Regions from separate parts of the Gossypium hirsutum genome. Here region 2 is linked to region 1. The links are chromatin contacts, called in public Hi-C maps. All regions are on one chromosome and are shown on one strand. Each heading gives the region's core, a stretch centred on a gene start, on an enhancer-like site or on the middle of the called end of the contact. The rest is flanking DNA. Distances are from core to core; before and after follow the strand shown.

Region 1 (3,191 bases), core at 294-2,793:
CATTTCAGCATTAAAATAATTGATGTGATTGTTGCTAAAATCAATGGATACAATCTCGTTTATCATTCTCTCCGTTGAAATGCCCTTTCAAACCTGAGTAAATGCAATTTGTCTTTTTCTTCGACTATAAAGTTATAATTTATATTTTTAAAATTTAAAATTTGGTTTAATATTCGAAATTTTTCGGGATCACGATTGGATATTGAATTCGAATTTATAATTTTCAAATAAAAAAACTTATAATTAGTAAGGTATTGATTTTTAGACATCAAGGGTACTAAAATTTTCCTATGTACTTAAGATTGTCTCTAATTTTTAATGCAGATTCAGAACTTAATTTTTTTTAAAAAGATTTTTAATTTTTTTTAAAGATAATTTTAAAGTGTCTGAACATACCTATAAAAAAAATCGATAATGACTCCTATTTTCTTAGTAAACTCCAGTGTTCTTTTTATAATTACACTATTACAACCATAAAAATTTTCAAACCACAATTAAATTCAGAACGGAAATAATAAAATTCAAAATTTTTGGGTAAATTTTTAGTGTTGAATGAAAATACTGAAATGTTGAAGATTAGTACATATATTTCATGATATGGGTAAGTTTTAGTTTTATATTATCAAAATATCAATAAAATTCTAACAAAAATTGTAACCAAACCATACTTTTATATTATAAAATATAACACACAAGCACATGGTTCGTACATTCAACCTGGTACATAATTAAACAACAAATACTAAGAAAATAAAGCTCCCTCTCTTTGACAGCATATTGATCCAAACGTGTATACATATTCGAATTGAAACAAAGAAGAAAGGTGGCTGTCATTTTATTCTTAATTAGATTAGTACTGCTTCAGGTAGTAGTAGTAGTAGTAGAGCAGTACGGACATAGGATGTTCTTAATCGATCCTTTAGTTTGGTTGGGTGAGGTGAGCATCAATGTCCTTGGAGGCATCCACCAAGAATTGCAACAGAGTATCGGGATGTGCAATCCCGTGGTGCAGTTTCTCGTATTCCACAGTCCAGTGCACTATGCTGCCACTACCTTTGTTCTTAGGCGAAGCTTGAAGCGTGGCTACAAAGCTCTTATACTCTTTCAGTTGATCTCCTTCTATCTCTCTGAAAGTGGTCAAGTTCTTACTAGGATCCATCGCTTCAACTAGCTGCTTTGAAACTTTAGCCTTTCCATCTGAACAAACAATATTGTTTTGTTATAGGATATTGCTATTAAAATTAACAGATAAAAAGAGAAAGAAATCAAGCAAAAAGCTTGAGAAGATTTCTGGGTTTGCTATGTTCATTTATCATACCATGCACATAACGCCAACTGATAATGGTACCGACTTTTCCCCATTCACCTTCAAGTAAATCGCATCCTTGAATCTTGTCATAGCAAGTATGGTGCACATGGTGCGGTTTGTGGGTGAACATTTCATGGAACTGCCCAGGAGAAGCCTTAATCTCTACATCTGCCTCAATCTTACCTGTCAGAGCTGAAGATGCCATTGTTTCACTAACAATGTTTGATGTGGGAGTAGTTTGTTTGATGTTTAGGCTAGACAATATTTATAGACTGCGGTCAATGTCTAAGGCAATAATCCTCTCCAATTGATACCACTCAATTTCCTATTCATTAACTAATTGTCATTCGCCACATATTTAGTTTTACACAATTGGTTTCCTTATTGAATCTTCTTTGAACTAGAAACATAAAAGTTTGATTTTATTTAAAATTCATTCACGAATATTTAAAATAATAAATGTTGGATTTATTATGAATATCTTATTAGGTGGATGTCTATCATGATCAAGATAAAGTTTTGATGTACTTTAAATTCTAATAGTTATTAGAATTAGATCTATACTTCTTTTATACTTCTTATGCCTATAAATAGAGACTCTGATGAAGCATTGTTATCATCCCTTTGATTAATAAAGTACATTCTCTAATATTGCTTTCATATTTTCTTTGTTATTTATTCTCTCCATCTTTCTTTATTTTATAACACGTTATCAGCATGATGATTCTCTATTTTTTCAAAATCTTTCGAAGTCGTCCCACAAATCAATCTTCAGGATGTTGAAAGATTCAATCTCAAAATGGATGATCATGATAATAGTCAAGGTGATGATGATGATGTTAAAGATCTTCAGGTATATTTTACTATGTTTTATTTATTGTAATTGGAGAATAATCATGACAACATGAATAGGTAGATTCTGATTTAAAATCTACGTATGTTTACGAAGATGATTATGAAATAAAAAATCAATAGAGGCGTTTAGAAGTCTGTCCTACCAGATTTTTTGCATTCCCCGAAGTGAATGTAAACATAAAAAAAAAATAAAAGATATACTCATGGACCACTGAAAGTGGGAACATAGTAATAAATAAGAGAACAATAAAATTTCTCAAGATCACTCTTCAAAGGGTAAAGATAACTTATGTTATCAATGTGACATGAAATATTTTTGGCCACATATATGGCGTATGCCCAAATATTTTGTTCTTGTTAATATTCTTTGAGGAAAGATATGAGAATGTAGTAATGAATTCTATCATTATAAAAAGAAAATATTTATCTTATTTGATACTGAAACAAACAAATATTATTCCAATATTTGGTAGTACAAAATAAGTTGAAAGCTCTAGAAGAACTAATATATTAATATCTAAAAAGCACAAAATTTGCTATTCCCTGAAGCGAATATTGCATATAATTATTTAAAAATTATATTTATTGACTTAGTGGCATTATAAACTTCACATTGATTTGGACATTTCCAGTAGTAAATGTCATAATAGTACTTATATGTGGATACAAATTAAAAGAAATGATAATAAAATTATCAATTTGTTACAATTTAGTACAATTGAAACACATGTTAAAGTAAACCAGAAGTTTACTAATACAAATGCATTTACTACTTGGCGTGACCAATTAGACCATCCTGGATCATATATGATGCGAAAATTAATTGATAATTCATATGGACATTCATTAAAGAACCAAAAGATTCTTTAATTTAAAGAATTCTCATTTGTTACTTGTTCTCAATGAAAAGTGATTCTTAGAAACTCACTAGTTAAAGTTGAGATTTAATGTCTTGCATTTCTGGAATGACTATGGGGCCATTCATCCACCATATGGATGTTTTTGATATTATATGATTTTGGTAGAT
Region 2 (3,191 bases), core at 348-2,847, 200 kb before region 1:
ATTTCTATTGATTGAATTATAAAACAATTATCGTAGGCGTTATCCTTCCAAAAGACGACAATCTCTGTTCAAAATCTAGTAAATTTGATTTATAAAATTTTAAAAATATCAAAATTTCTAATATATACTTTTTAAAATTTTTATTAATTTTATTAACTTTTTGTGATTCTCTTTAATTTTAAAAGATCTTTTAGGTTTGGCTTAATGACAAAACTGGCCACTAACGTTTGCATATTTTGTCAAAATGACCCTAATTGTATTTTTGAGCCTTTTTTGATCATCAACTTTTGTTTTTTTTTCCGAACTACTTTTTCTAACAAATTTAATGAAAGTAATGTTAAAAAAAGTTAATGAGGATGATGCGAGGATAATGCGAGGATGATGTGAAATTTCATATGTGGAATATTTTTAATGAGATGTAATTTATTACATAAATAACCCTATAAGTTAGTTACATGTAAAAAATAATAAAATAAATAATACATTAAATTAAAAAACTCTTAATTTAAAGAAAATAAAGGTAATTATCTAAAAAAAATTAACTCAGTAGAAAAACTTCCTAGTAAACAAATGTGTGAAAGATTGAAACCTTGAATTTTTTTATTAAATATATTAGAAAAAACAGTTTGAAAAAAAAATTAAAGGTTGATGGCAAAAAATTAGCCACTGGGAACATATAATAATGTTAGAGACTAAAATGTGAAAAAAAAACTTTAAAATTAAAGTGGAAAAAAAAGTATATCCTTTTAAGTCGATGGTTGAACTCAATACCAATTATACCATTGTCTGATTTTTTATTTTAGGAAACCAATTTCCAATAAAAGCATTATATAGGAGATCAATATTGATGGAAAAAAAACTTAATTAGCTAATAATTAAACCACGAATTCCAAATTAAGTCTCCCTTTCTTTATTGAAAATTCTGAAAAGTAAAATTATGAGAAGCAAAACAGATAATAGCTTATGAAATACACAATGCAATGGGTTTAATTACAATAACATTAAACTATAAAAATAATCACATTTATTTGTTTCAGATCATATTTTAGTAATTTATATTTGAAATATTATGTTTTAGTCACTTATGATATCGTTTTGTTATGAAGTGGTCACTCTACCGTTAAGCTTCATTACCTCCTTAATGGCTGTCCTACGTGGCAATCCAAATGAGTTTTAAATGTAAATTTAGATGTCTTACGTGGCAGGCCAAATTAAATTTATTTAACTAAAAACATATTTTAATTCTAGCAACTGGACATCCAAGTTGGCATTTAAAACTCATTAGGACTGCCACGTAAGACTGTCGTTAAGGAGGTATCGGAGTTTAACAGTAGAGTGACCACTTTGTAACAAAACGATAATATAAGTGACTAAAACGTAACATTTCAAACTTAAATGACTAAAATGTAATCTGAGACAAATAAAAATAACTATTTTTATAGTTTACCCTTAATAAATAAAATATTGACCAAAACTTCCTCTTTTTAACTTCAAAACGTCACGATTGATGCCTAAGAATGAAGTAAGAAGAATGGAGTTTTTTCAATAAAAAAAAGAGAGAGTATAAACATGTGATGTGAGTGATTTTGGAATAAAAAAGAACAATACTTTTCCCTTCCAAACACACCTCCTATTATTATTTTCCCTCCCTCCCAAACACCACTTGCACGTGCGATCCTCTTTCTCTGCCCTTTCCTTTCGATCACTACAAACATCCAATTTACACCCAAAAATTCAAATAAAGAAAAGAAAAAAAAAATCCTCTTCGGCTCTTCCTCTCTCTTTTCTTTTCTTTCTCTCGTCCCCACCAACAGCAGAGAAAGGAAAAAGAAAATACGAAGCTTTCATCTTCCTCTATAACGTAACCATTAAAGGGGAAATATATATAAAATTTAAAATAAACAGAGGAACAATTTCTTCTTTCCTTTTCTTTTTTTGTTTTTTCAAATGCACGCAAAAAATAGGATTCCAAGTAGCGGCCACAGCACCCCATCACCGCCGGCGTCACCACTACGGTCACCGAGGTACCGCCACGGAAGGAAGTCGGGTCGGTTTAGCCCGTTTCAACCGGGGCGGACCATAGCCCACCGTCTCGCTTGGTTACTTCTTTCGGTTCTTCTTCGTCGACAAGGGATTTTTCTCTTTGCTCCTCTCATTTACATCTCTGGGATGCTTCTTTACATGGGCACCGTTTCGTTTGATGTGGTTCCCGTTATTAAACACCGACCCGCACCCGGCTCTGTTTACCGGAGTCCCCAGCTTTATGAGAAGCTTAAAATTGATATGAATGCCGATAATTCCTCTGCTGATGCGGTGAGTCACTTATTTTTTATGTTCCTTTTTACTCAATTCTGATGGCTTCTTGGATCTTATTATTGCGGGTCGATTTCTTTTTTTTGGTAAGATTTTCACTTTTGGCTCGGATTTGTCTTTTGAACCATTTTGAATTTCGAGTTTTTGTTTGATTTCTTTTCCTTCTTGGTTTGGATCTTGGTAGAATTTGAGGAACTTGGATAATATAGTTGCCTTTTTCCTGTTGTGTTATTGATAATGTGTTAGACTTTAGATTTCCGAATAGTTCCTTGAAATTTAGAAATAACGTAAAGATTTTAAATTTTTTTCTCAGTCTGAAGATTACCGAGAAATAGAATGCTGAAGTAGGGAATCATTTTTAGCATTATTCCTTTTTTTTAATAAAAAAATCACTGTTGGTTGCTGAGGAAGTAGACCCTTGTGTCTTGTTGTACATGTTTCATTTCCAGCTGTAACAATCTTTGGGATCGTATCTGGATCTGAAGAACATGGAAACTGCATTGTCTAGCCAGTTGTCTTTTTTCTTTATATATTGTAGTAAAAATAATTGCAGCTTAAGTGAATTGAATCCAGAGGCTTCCGTTGATTGATTAAATCTTTAGGCAGAGCAGCACTGGCGGATTGTTGATGACTTGCTTCTTCTAAATCTAACTTGATAATTAGATATTAGTCTTTTACAGAAGCGGAATATGAATAAATCAAATCACTTTATTACCGGAACACTAGGATGGTAAACAGTCGCTATGGTTTCTTTTCATAATTGGGTTCATTTCTTCTTTGCTTGTATCAGTGCGAATTTGTCAGAGTATAAATCTAATTATACTGTCATATCTAACTTTTGTAGTGTTCTATACTGCAACAGTTGCACGGTGAAGGCT

What was found. A called contact is a pair of places that touch in the nucleus more often than the background predicts.
Region 2: a contact with region 1 is called in a Hi-C map of hypocotyl, with 1.8 times the contacts expected there. The contact joins the promoter of LOC107909907 here to the promoter of LOC107909904 in region 1. A contact is called at or near these places in 2 of 34 Hi-C or Micro-C datasets (hypocotyl and leaf).

The regions. Positions count from the first base shown.
Region 1 is chrD02:53,923,606-53,926,796 of Gossypium_hirsutum_v2.1, reverse strand. It overlaps LOC107909904 (MLP-like protein 31), which reads right to left and starts at 1,543. Exons shown (of 2, transcript XM_016837605.1): 1 at 1,319-1,543; 2 at 655-1,197. The coding sequence starts at 1,514. The coding sequence ends at 920.
Region 2 is chrD02:54,119,125-54,122,315 of Gossypium_hirsutum_v2.1, reverse strand. LOC107909907 (protein ESMERALDA 1) reads left to right here and starts at 1,597. Exons shown (of 11, transcript XR_005910418.1): 1 at 1,597-2,313.